3 separate regions of the Mus musculus genome follow, and all the other regions are linked to region 2. Evidence: chromatin contacts called from public Hi-C and HiChIP or PLAC-seq data. All regions are on one chromosome and are shown on one strand. The core of a region is the stretch at or near the end of the contact, and the rest is flanking DNA. Distances in the headings are between cores, read along the strand shown. Region 1 has its middle 190 kb from the start of Gm34244. Region 2 has its middle 22 kb from the start of Gm34244. Region 3 has its middle 200 kb from the start of Gm34306.

Region 1 (3,401 bases), core at 400-2,899, 210 kb before region 2:
CCTTGGTCAGTGGTCTAGTCCCTGCATGAGCCCAATATAAGAAGCTTAGAGATGATCTCCAAAAACAAGAGCCACATAAGAAAACTGGTAAAATCAAGAGACTGCCATATCCAGGGATCCATCCCATAATTAGCCTCCAAATGATGACACCATTGCATACACTAGCAAGCATTTGGTGCAAGGACCGTGATATAGCCGTCTCTTGTGAGACTAGGCCAGGGCCTAACAAACACAGAAGTGGATGCTCACAGTCAACTATTGGATGGATCACAGGGCCCCCAATGGAGGAGCTAGAGAAAGTACCCAAGGAGCTAAAGGGATCTGCAACCCTATAGGTACAACAACATTATGAACTAACCAGTACCCCGGAGCTCTTGTCTCTAGCTGCATATGTATCAAATAATGGCCTAGTCGGCCATCACTGGAAAGAGAGGCCCACTGGACAGGCAAACTTTATATGCCCCAGTACAGGGGAACGCCAGGGCCAAAAAATGGGAATGGGTGGGTAGGGGAGGTGGGGGTGTGGGAGGCTTTTGGGATAGCATTGGAAATGTAATTGAGGAAAATATGTAATAAAAAAAATTTTAAAAAAAAGAAAACTGGTAAAGGGAAACAGGTTGGCTAAATCAGCACAAACTGATCTGACCTAAGCAATTGATGAGAGACACTTGGAACAAGTACAGAGGTTAGGTGCTGTGAGGGATACAGGGGGCAAGCTGTGCTGTCAGTGAGGGGGGACAGGGATGGCAGAGTCAGGCCTCAAGGTGAGTGATGGCAGCTGGCAGCATGTGTGTGCCCTGCAGACTCATTTAAGATTTAAAACTCTCCTGGAAAAATGTAGCGAACCATCTACAGGTAAGAATTTAAATGCAGAGCCTTGATCACAGCTAATCGTGGTGTACTCATGACACTGCCAGGAACTGTACATTTGAAGGCAAAATGAAGTCCCAAATATGTGTAAAAATTAGGTTTTAAAGGCCATTCTCGAGAATATGGATAAGCATGCAGTGTGTCTATGGGGGGCGGGGAGAGTATGCATAGTCTCATGTCCTCAAAGGAAGTTGAATGGGGTGCTTCCAGACAAGGGCTACAGGCTAGACAGATTTCCCACTATTTCAGGAAATTGAACAAGTTATTTGAAAAGCTCTGCCAAACTCAATCCCATTTACTTCCCTTTCCCCCTCACTGCACAGACGTTCCCTGAGGTAGAAAGGCTATTCTGGAAAGGCAAGTGTAGCGGGAAGAATTCGCATGGATGCTCATAACCAACTTGAACAATTTGAAACTTCTCCTGGTAACTGACGAGAGAACTGTCACAAAGGGGCTATAGTTTCCCAGTGCTACTGTCCTTAGAGAATCCTCACTGTAAGTCTGGAGTGACCTGCTTTGAAGTTCACAAACAATGATGATCATTTTTAGAAAGGAATAATTGTACATTTGAGGGGGTTTACAGTCCTCCTTTGATAAATTACTGATGTCTCTCTAGCATCTGACAGCTACCATATGCAAATTGGAAATCCCTTCCTTAGTAAATTTATGTGCATCTTGTAAGAATATCACACTTTGACTTTTACAGCAAGCTGTAGAACAAGGAGGCAGAGGCAGTCTGTTCAGAAGCTGGTTGTCAAGGCAACTGCACCTTCTTCCAATAAGAAAACCAAAGGGATTTTCCAACAGCATATTGGGGAGGAAATTTAAGCATGTATTGTCCCTATGCATATTTTCCATTGATCTAAAGACAATGTTGCCAGGAGCTTATTAGCCACCTCAGAAAAAGCTTCTTTCTCTATTGAATCCTCAGCAAGACATGAAATCAATGTGATTACAGGTGTAAGTACTTGCTTTGGATCTCATGGCATTTCAGCATATGTTGGGAAAAGGTTACAAGAATTAACAGGAAAAAAAAAAGAACTAAAGCCTTCTCGTTTTACATGGTGTTATGACTAGTTGATTTTCTATCATCTACGAAAGCCCAACACACTATTCAGATGTGTCCTGCTTAACCTCTCTCACAGTTCTGACATAGACAGAAACCAGGTAATGCGAGCTACGTAGAGTAAAACAAATCAAGGACAGCTGAGAACCAGGATCTGGGGTGACATTAGCTTCTAACCCTCTGAGTGATAGACCCTTTTGTGTCCTTTTGTGTGATGCCAAGAAGCGAGATGTAGCACATGAAGACAGAGATAGGTAAGGAGGGAGAGCCACGGAAGACTGTGCTCTACTGTAATTATCAGGCTGAGCCTTTAGACCCCAATGGAAGAGCTAGGGGAGGGACTGAAGGAGCTGAAGGGGATTGCAACCACATAGGAAGAACAATATCAACTAACCAGGCCACCTAGAGCTCTTAGGGACTAAACCATCAACCAAAGAGTACACATGGATGGATCCATGGTTCCAGATATATATGTAGTAGAGGATAACCGTATCTGGCATTAATGGGAGGGGAGGCCCTTGATACTGTGGAGTTTTGATGTCCCAGCATTGGGGGAAGCTAGAGCAGTGAAGTGGGAATGGGTGAGTGGGTGGAGGAGCACCCTTAAAGGCAAAGGGGAGGAGGGATTGTTCAGTCCCAGGACTGGAGTGACAGATGGGTAGTTAAAAGCACTTGCAACTCAGGCTGAGGGCTCATGGGGGCTCACATCCAACTACAACTGTAGGTGAGGTGGACTACTCAGACACCAGTCACCCATGCGGTATGCATATGTAGGTAAAAATTCATACATTTTAAATAAATACATCTTTAAAAGCTAAAGAAAGAGAGATAAATCTCTGGTGGCCCTCCTCTTAAAAAAAATATTGAGTCAGGAAAGAGTCCAATGGTTCTCAACCATCCTAATGTTATCTTTTTAATACAGTCCCTCATGTTGTGGTTACACCCAACCATAAAATTATTTTCATTGCTACTTCATAACTGTAATTTTGCTACTGTTATTAATCATGATGTAAAAATATGATATGCAGCATATCTGATGTGCAACCCCCAAAGGGGTCGTGACCCATAGCTTGAGAGCTGGTTTAATCTGATCATTCCTCTCTGCAAAATGAGAGCAGTGACATGGACAGCTATTGCATTGGAATGCCAGGAGGTCTTAGTGAGATCCTATACATGAAGTCTGCTCATGCACACAGGACATGTCACTATTAGGTGCTGAAGCATCCTAATGTCTTATCTGTGAATGAGCTGCTGTATGGGTAATGGCACATTTTATCTGCCACCTCAGCACCAATATCATCCCTCTACCCTCTGACTCCTCACAACTTCCGGCTCCCCTTCCCCAGATATTTGGGCAGGTCACTATTTCTTAGGTTTTTATACCTCTGCCTAATTGCTTTAGCAATTTAATTAGTATTAAATAAAATATTCTCCTAGCTAGTAGAACACCTGCCCCGCCCAACAC
Region 2 (2,976 bases), core at 139-2,638:
CACTATTGGAGTCAATGACTTTCTGTCTTCCCCTTGGTTTTGCTATGTAGACTATACATTTGGGGCTTTATTGTGCCCCAGGTATTTCTGTAGATTCTCTACTATTGTCCCAAGAAACCCAATAATCATACTCGCTCATACTTACAGAAACCATTTCATGTGGCATCAAAAAAAAATCATTGCAGGAAAAATATGTATATTTTTAATCTATCATTTAGAAGCCATAGGATTCACATTCCCTTTTCAGATTAGGAAAGAATGAAATGCATGAGTATGCAGTAAACCCTCCAAATCACCAAAGACTCAAGAGTGGTCACTATGAAGCCGTTAAGAGCTTACACCACCTCAGTTAGATACCAAGACTGAGTGAGATTTCCAGGACTGAAGTTCGGGTGGTAGGTTTGGGTCATAATCTATTACTTTTTAGTAAGTACTCAAAAGAACTTTAAAACATAAAATAAAAAAAAGAATACTCAAGAGTAGATTTCTTTTTCTCACACTAACCCATCCTCTTTTCCCAATAAGAAAGCCATGCCTGTCTAAAGGTTCCACAAGCTGGAGCTAGGGATTCCCACAAACCCCTCTCTAACACGTCTGTGCAAAGGCCCAGAGCTGGCAATGGAGGTTGGAAGAGCTTTCAGTCCTAGTTCACTGTAGGAGGTAAACATTACAGGAGCATGTGAGGCTAGGACAGAGAACCAAAGAAAAGAAACAGCAGGTTTAAAAGAACATGCAAGAGGAGGACCGGGAAAATATTACAGGACAATAAATTACAGCCCACAGCCCTATCCAGATGTCGGTTCACGGTACTGCAGTAGCCACAGCATGGGGAGGTTAGAGAACCACATTTACCATGTGTGCACTGCTCTGTATTTAATGTTTAAGCTCTTTAATTCTTTGTGTCTATGAAAAGCCTCAGTCAGAAAATCCAGATGGACTATATTAATCAGAGCACATAATTTTAGTGGTAGACATGCTTATTCCCAAAGCCTGGATATATTCCTAGAGCTTTGCAGAGCCTCGTTGTCTTGAGGGAAAAAAAATACGCTTGGCTCGGCAGCATTTGTTAATTTATGTAAGAAGGAAAATGAATCACATATAAACATATGGAAATATCCAAATGCCAGGTTTTCAGTTTTTTTGTTTTTTTAGGTTAGCTCCCTGAGTCCTCATTTTCTTTCTAGCCTGGGATTGGTGGTATCGGTTTTTTAACATTAAACAGACTCCTTGTTTGGAGTGTGTGTGTGTGTGTGTGTGTTTCAGACCAAGCAAATTTCGTGTTTTCTTTGGACAGAAAACTAACAAAGGATGGGAAGTCCTTACTTTAAGACATTACAGTTAAGGGTCATGAACATTCAAGCAGGAGTTACTGCCATCCAGAGGCAGAAAGCCACGAACAGCCATATCCTATCCTAGCTCCATCGTGGAGGAAGGAAGACAAGCAAAATGTGTAGGTTGCAGCAGTTTTGGTCGTTAAATCATCCAAAAAGAAATTGGAAAATGCCAAAACTTGAATGTCACTGGGTCTCTGGTTCTCCTGTTGTCAGAAATGACAGAGTCTCTAGTCCAGCACTCTCCAGAACTGGTCACGGTTTAAAAAAAAAAAAAAAAAAAAGGAGCAGTCTGATGTCAGGCTGGCCATCTGTGCCAACTGTCCTGAGTACTGGAGTCTGTAACACATTCAAAGTGAGCTTCGCACGTGTCTTTGCACATATAGTTTTCTTATATTAAAGCTTTGATGACTGTTGCTGAGGTTAGCTGTTCTAGCAGTTGATACAGGCAGCCCATAGCCCTTCAATATAAGTCATATGCTGTATTTGCTGCCTAGTGACTGTCTAATTGGAAGTAAAGACATCCATGGTCTTTCAGACAAGAGCTTCCAAGCATGTGTGCATGAATTTTTTTTTCTTTTTTGTGGCATTAACAAGCGAAGTCCTGAAAGCTTTGGCATACCTGAGCATTGGGCAGTCATTCTAAAGGAACTAGCTCAGCGCCATGCAGGTTTGGGTGCCGTGGAAAAATAGGTCCATCTAGGTAAGAGACCACTGCACAGCAGCACTAACCACTAGGAAAGTTTCTGCAGCATCACAAAGACAGATTCTGGAAAAATATAAATATGTGTGTGATATATTTTACATGACTCACATATAAATATAGTAGTCACATATACATACACACATAAGTGGTGGTTACACATTGGTAGAAATTCCAACTTAAAAACTACATCAACTTCAATTTTTAACAACAGGCACAAGTAATTATACTTGCCACTTGCAGGTATTTTATACACTCCTGATGGATATAACTGCTTTGGAATAGGTTTTAAAACTTGGAAACACACGCATACACCATTTCTCAATGGGCAAAGCATACTTCAATTTTCTAACTGAATCCTACCCACATGAGTGCAAACATTTTGAGTCAAATAAAATGATTTAAAAATTGCAGAATAATATAGTGTTAATCATCTTCACTCTGCTTGAAGTATTTCAATGCTATTCTATCATATTTTGGGGAAGCCACTCTCAAGCATTTTAAAGGAGAGATAGAGAAGGTTCTCCCAATTTTTAATAGACTTACAAAATACGGACATGAAAGTACGAAGCCTATACTTCTCTAGCCTCCCCTACCCCCGCCCCCCTCTGTCTTAACACTGGGCTGCCCTTCTGCAGGGAACTTTCCACCAGATATCTTGCATGTTCAGGGTTACCAGTGCCCTCTGCTGGCTTTCTGCTTGAAATGAGAGAATGGAGGGAAAGACAGAGATAGACAGACAGACAGGCAGACAGATGAGAGAGACAGAAAAAGATGGACAGAGAGACAGACAGAGAGACAGAAACAGACAGAGTCAGAGACAAAACAAACAGACAGGAGGCCCTTCTGGTCCTGGAAACTGGCACTAAAGAACTAAACAAGAATGGAAGACTTACCTTCACTAATCTTATTTTCTTGTTTCGTTGTCATCTTAAACTTCTG
Region 3 (3,276 bases), core at 581-3,080, 240 kb before region 2:
TGCCTATATAAACCTATATCAAATTCATTCTACTGTCCAGAAAATACTCAGTTGGCTTTCTTAGTGACATTACTTCATTTTTGAGTTCTCGGGCACTTTCAGATCCAATAGTCTATATGTTGAAACAAACTCCCCACAACACTGCTAAATGTCTTCAGGGGGATGAGTCACATGACTGTGCAGTGCCAGAAAAGGTCTGACCTTCTCTTCCTCCAGCAGCTGGCAGGCAACCACCAGGCAGGGTTGCTGGAAAGGCTCACTGGCACTCCACCTCTCTGTCCTGAAAAGACATCTTTGCTTGGCATCTCTTTCAGTTAAAACGTTAAAAAAAAAAAAAAAAAGTAAAAACAAAAAGCCAAATGGTAATAACAAGCAAATGGAAAAAAGAAGCTAAAAATTACTAGAGAAGGGGAAAGTTTTCAACTTCTAAGAAGATATTAGAAAGTGGAAACATCACAGAATCTGTATTTGCCAATGGTGTTGTCCAAAAAGCAACTGAATTTATTATAGAAATAATAATCACCAAGTCAGTGATGACAGAAGACTATATACCAACATAAACATCGATAAGAATTCTTTATTATTTTTACTTTACCTTAGGCTCTCCACTACATGTCCTTGTGTAAAGCCATGCTCACTGAGTGTATTACCTCAGTTGTGAGTCTAATATGAGTTGACTTATTATTGTGAGACTAAGTGAAGCACACCACTTTGCCATGCCTTGTTTGTATAAGCATAAGCTCCAATAAATAATCACTTTGAATATTGGTAGAGTATTAAGAATTTAAGAAACCCTTGAAAAGTATTCATAATCTGCCACATACAGTGAATTTTAGACAGCAATATCATGTAGCCAAGTGCCTACATCTATAAGTACTTAAATCTCAGAGCTAAAAGCTAAATGCTTCGTTACGCCACAGGGATGATGTTATGGAGTTTGCTCTACCCAGAAATATGGAGTGCATTTTCTTATCTGCTAATACAAATGCACAAAATGGAAGACATTACACAGAAAGCTTGCTTTTAGATTCATTCCATAGGCCATTGGTTGCTTTCATATCAATAAACAGACATAGTTTTGTGTATGAAAGCCAGATTTCTCCTTTAGCATATGCTAAAATGAATACAGATTTCTAAACACTTGGACTTTATAGCTGGTTTCAGTCTGTTAGACGTCTGTAGAGTATGATGTTGATTTATTAATGATTTCCACATGGTTAAAAAATCCTTTCACATCTCACAACTGTACAAATAATTGTTGGATTGAAATATTTTTTTACCTAATTTCTCTGCATAAGATTTTGCTCACATTTTACTGCTTTAGAATTCACAATACTGGAGTTTACATTTTCTTCAAGAAAATGCATTTCCCCTGTGGGAGAGAAACTCAGCACTCATACACAAAGCAGCCGTGAAACAAATGGAACACTCTGCCGTAAAGAGACATGCTGAAATCGAATTTCCTGGTCTGATAGTGAATAACACCTACCTCGATGCTTAATAATCTTTTATAGTACTTTCTTTTTTTTTTTCTAATCAAATGCCTGTCAGTGTTCTTACACACTATGAACTAGCATATTACCAGTTTCAACACGTAATTCATGGCATAATCCGGGTTGTATTTATACCACCAAGTCTATTATTTATGATAAACATGGTTTTATTTCATGAATGACACAACTAAGAAGTGTCACAGATGGATGGCGGCAACGTTTCATTTTTAAGTCAAGCACAATGTGGAGAAGGCAGCATTTTTATTTCCTTCCTGTGCTCCCCTTCTTCTTGACCTTGCTAACCACACAGCCTTGTAAGTCATCTCTTTCCCGACTCCCCAGGGACCTCTCTTTATAAGAAAGACCACACTTTATAATCCTCTCCACCGTGAACGTGTCATCGGTAATAACGTGCTTAATTGTTTGTCATACTTCTCCTGAGTCCTATCTCTACTCCCACCGCATTTTTGCTTTGGTCTTTCATTTCCAAAGTTAACTTTTAGCCAGAATAAATGACCAAAAGAAGGATGGAATTATGTTATTTTAATTATATGTTATTAACAAAGTAATTCCTATAAAACTCTGCTGTGGGACTCATGACGAATTTAAATGTCTGGGGGAAATTGGTCCAAGGTTAAAGTAAATAGAAGGAAGGGACAAGTATCCATCATCTTCCTCTAGAACAGTCACTCTCAACTGGTAGCCTGTGACCCCTGGAAATGTTGAATGACCCTTTCACAGGAGTCGCCATCAGAAGACCATCAGAAGACACAGATGTTTATATTACATTCCATAACAGTAGCACAGTTACAATTATGAAGTAGCAACAAAAATAATTTTATGTTTGGAGGTTACTACAACATCATCAAGGAATTTTACTAAAGGGTTGCAGCATTAGGAAGATTGAGAACCACTGGACTAGATGTATTTCCACTCTTTGGTATAAAATTGTTTCCCATGGACTGGCAAAGTGACTCAAGCAGATAAAGGCACCTGCTATCAAACCTGATGATCTGAGCTCTTGTAGCCCCTCACTAATAGGCTTTAGTCTACCATGTCCAGACAGCTCCTCTGAGGTCAGTACAAACAGAGGAGTCCCCTTCCTAGCGGAGTTTCCCCTTCTTTGCCTGATCTGGTGAGCCTGACCCCTTATTTTCTACCTGAGGAATGTCTTTGGCAAACCCACAAGTTGAACTTCTTCAATTCTGATAAGAACCTGCCCAGCAAGTATCTGAGATTCCTAAAATGCTTCTCCATACAAATGAGGCATTCATAGCATTTTAAACTCAAAGCCAATGACTTCATTCACCCTGAAAAACTCCTTCCTGTCTCCAAGGTTAGTACATAGCCCTTGTCAACCCCAAGTAAAGTGTCTGCACCCCAATTGTTCCACTGAAGATTGTGTAAAAGAGCTGCTTCATTGAGCAGTAGCACTAAGATCCACAGAGAAGGCCTCAGTGGTGTCTGGACACCCTGAAGGAAGAAACAGAGGTTGCAGAACTACAGTTGGTCCCCAACACACGTACTACAAGGTCTATCCCTGGAACCCACTTGGAAGAAAGAGAATCAGTTCTTGAAAGTTGTTCGGTAACTTCCACACATGCTCCATAGTACAACAGTGTCATCCCCACAGGTAATAAATAGATAAGTTTAATATTGGTGAAATGGTTTTCTGATCTCAGTCCTCAGGGGAAGGTGTATATGCTATCATAGGCTGAACTGTAGCAGAATTCAACTCAAGATAAAATTAGTGTCACACGAGCATATCTACTAAGAAGCCAGA

The links. HiChIP or PLAC-seq counts read pairs in DNA pulled down with a chosen protein or histone mark. Hi-C and Micro-C count contacts between places; a contact is called where the count stands out from the background.
Region 1: a contact with region 2 is called in a Hi-C map of cortical neurons, with 2.4 times the contacts expected there. The contact joins two enhancer-like sites. A contact is called at or near these places in 1 of 15 datasets of contacts at CTCF or cohesin (pro-B cells), 5 of 484 Hi-C or Micro-C datasets (the HPC-7 cell line, brain, cerebral cortex and 2 more) and 1 of 115 datasets of contacts at active chromatin or transcription factors (astrocytes).
Region 3: a RAD21 HiChIP or PLAC-seq map of pro-B cells shows a contact between it and region 2, with 10 times the contacts expected there. The contact joins two enhancer-like sites. A contact is called at or near these places in 1 of 15 datasets of contacts at CTCF or cohesin (pro-B cells), 3 of 484 Hi-C or Micro-C datasets (cerebellar granule neurons, nephron progenitors and uterus) and 2 of 115 datasets of contacts at active chromatin or transcription factors (both in embryonic stem cells).

The regions. Positions count from the first base shown.
Region 1 is chr1:137,544,104-137,547,504 of GRCm38.p6, reverse strand. No RefSeq gene overlaps it. Among named protein-coding and RNA genes, the nearest start is that of Gm34244, 190 kb to the right of the region's middle. Within about 2 kb of position 1,649, at least 14 of the 459 cell types and tissues checked have an H3K27ac peak or open chromatin away from gene starts, as enhancers often do. A contact at or near this core is called in cortical neurons, where this site is marked.
Region 2 is chr1:137,330,548-137,333,523 of GRCm38.p6, reverse strand. No RefSeq gene overlaps it. Among named protein-coding and RNA genes, the nearest start is that of Gm34244, 22 kb to the left of the region's middle. Within about 2 kb of position 1,388, at least 51 of the 459 cell types and tissues checked have an H3K27ac peak or open chromatin away from gene starts, as enhancers often do. A contact at or near this core is called in cortical neurons and pro-B cells, where this site is marked.
Region 3 is chr1:137,568,310-137,571,585 of GRCm38.p6, reverse strand. No RefSeq gene overlaps it. Among named protein-coding and RNA genes, the nearest start is that of Gm34306, 200 kb to the left of the region's middle. Within about 2 kb of position 1,830, at least 8 of the 459 cell types and tissues checked have an H3K27ac peak or open chromatin away from gene starts, as enhancers often do. A contact at or near this core is called in pro-B cells, where this site is marked.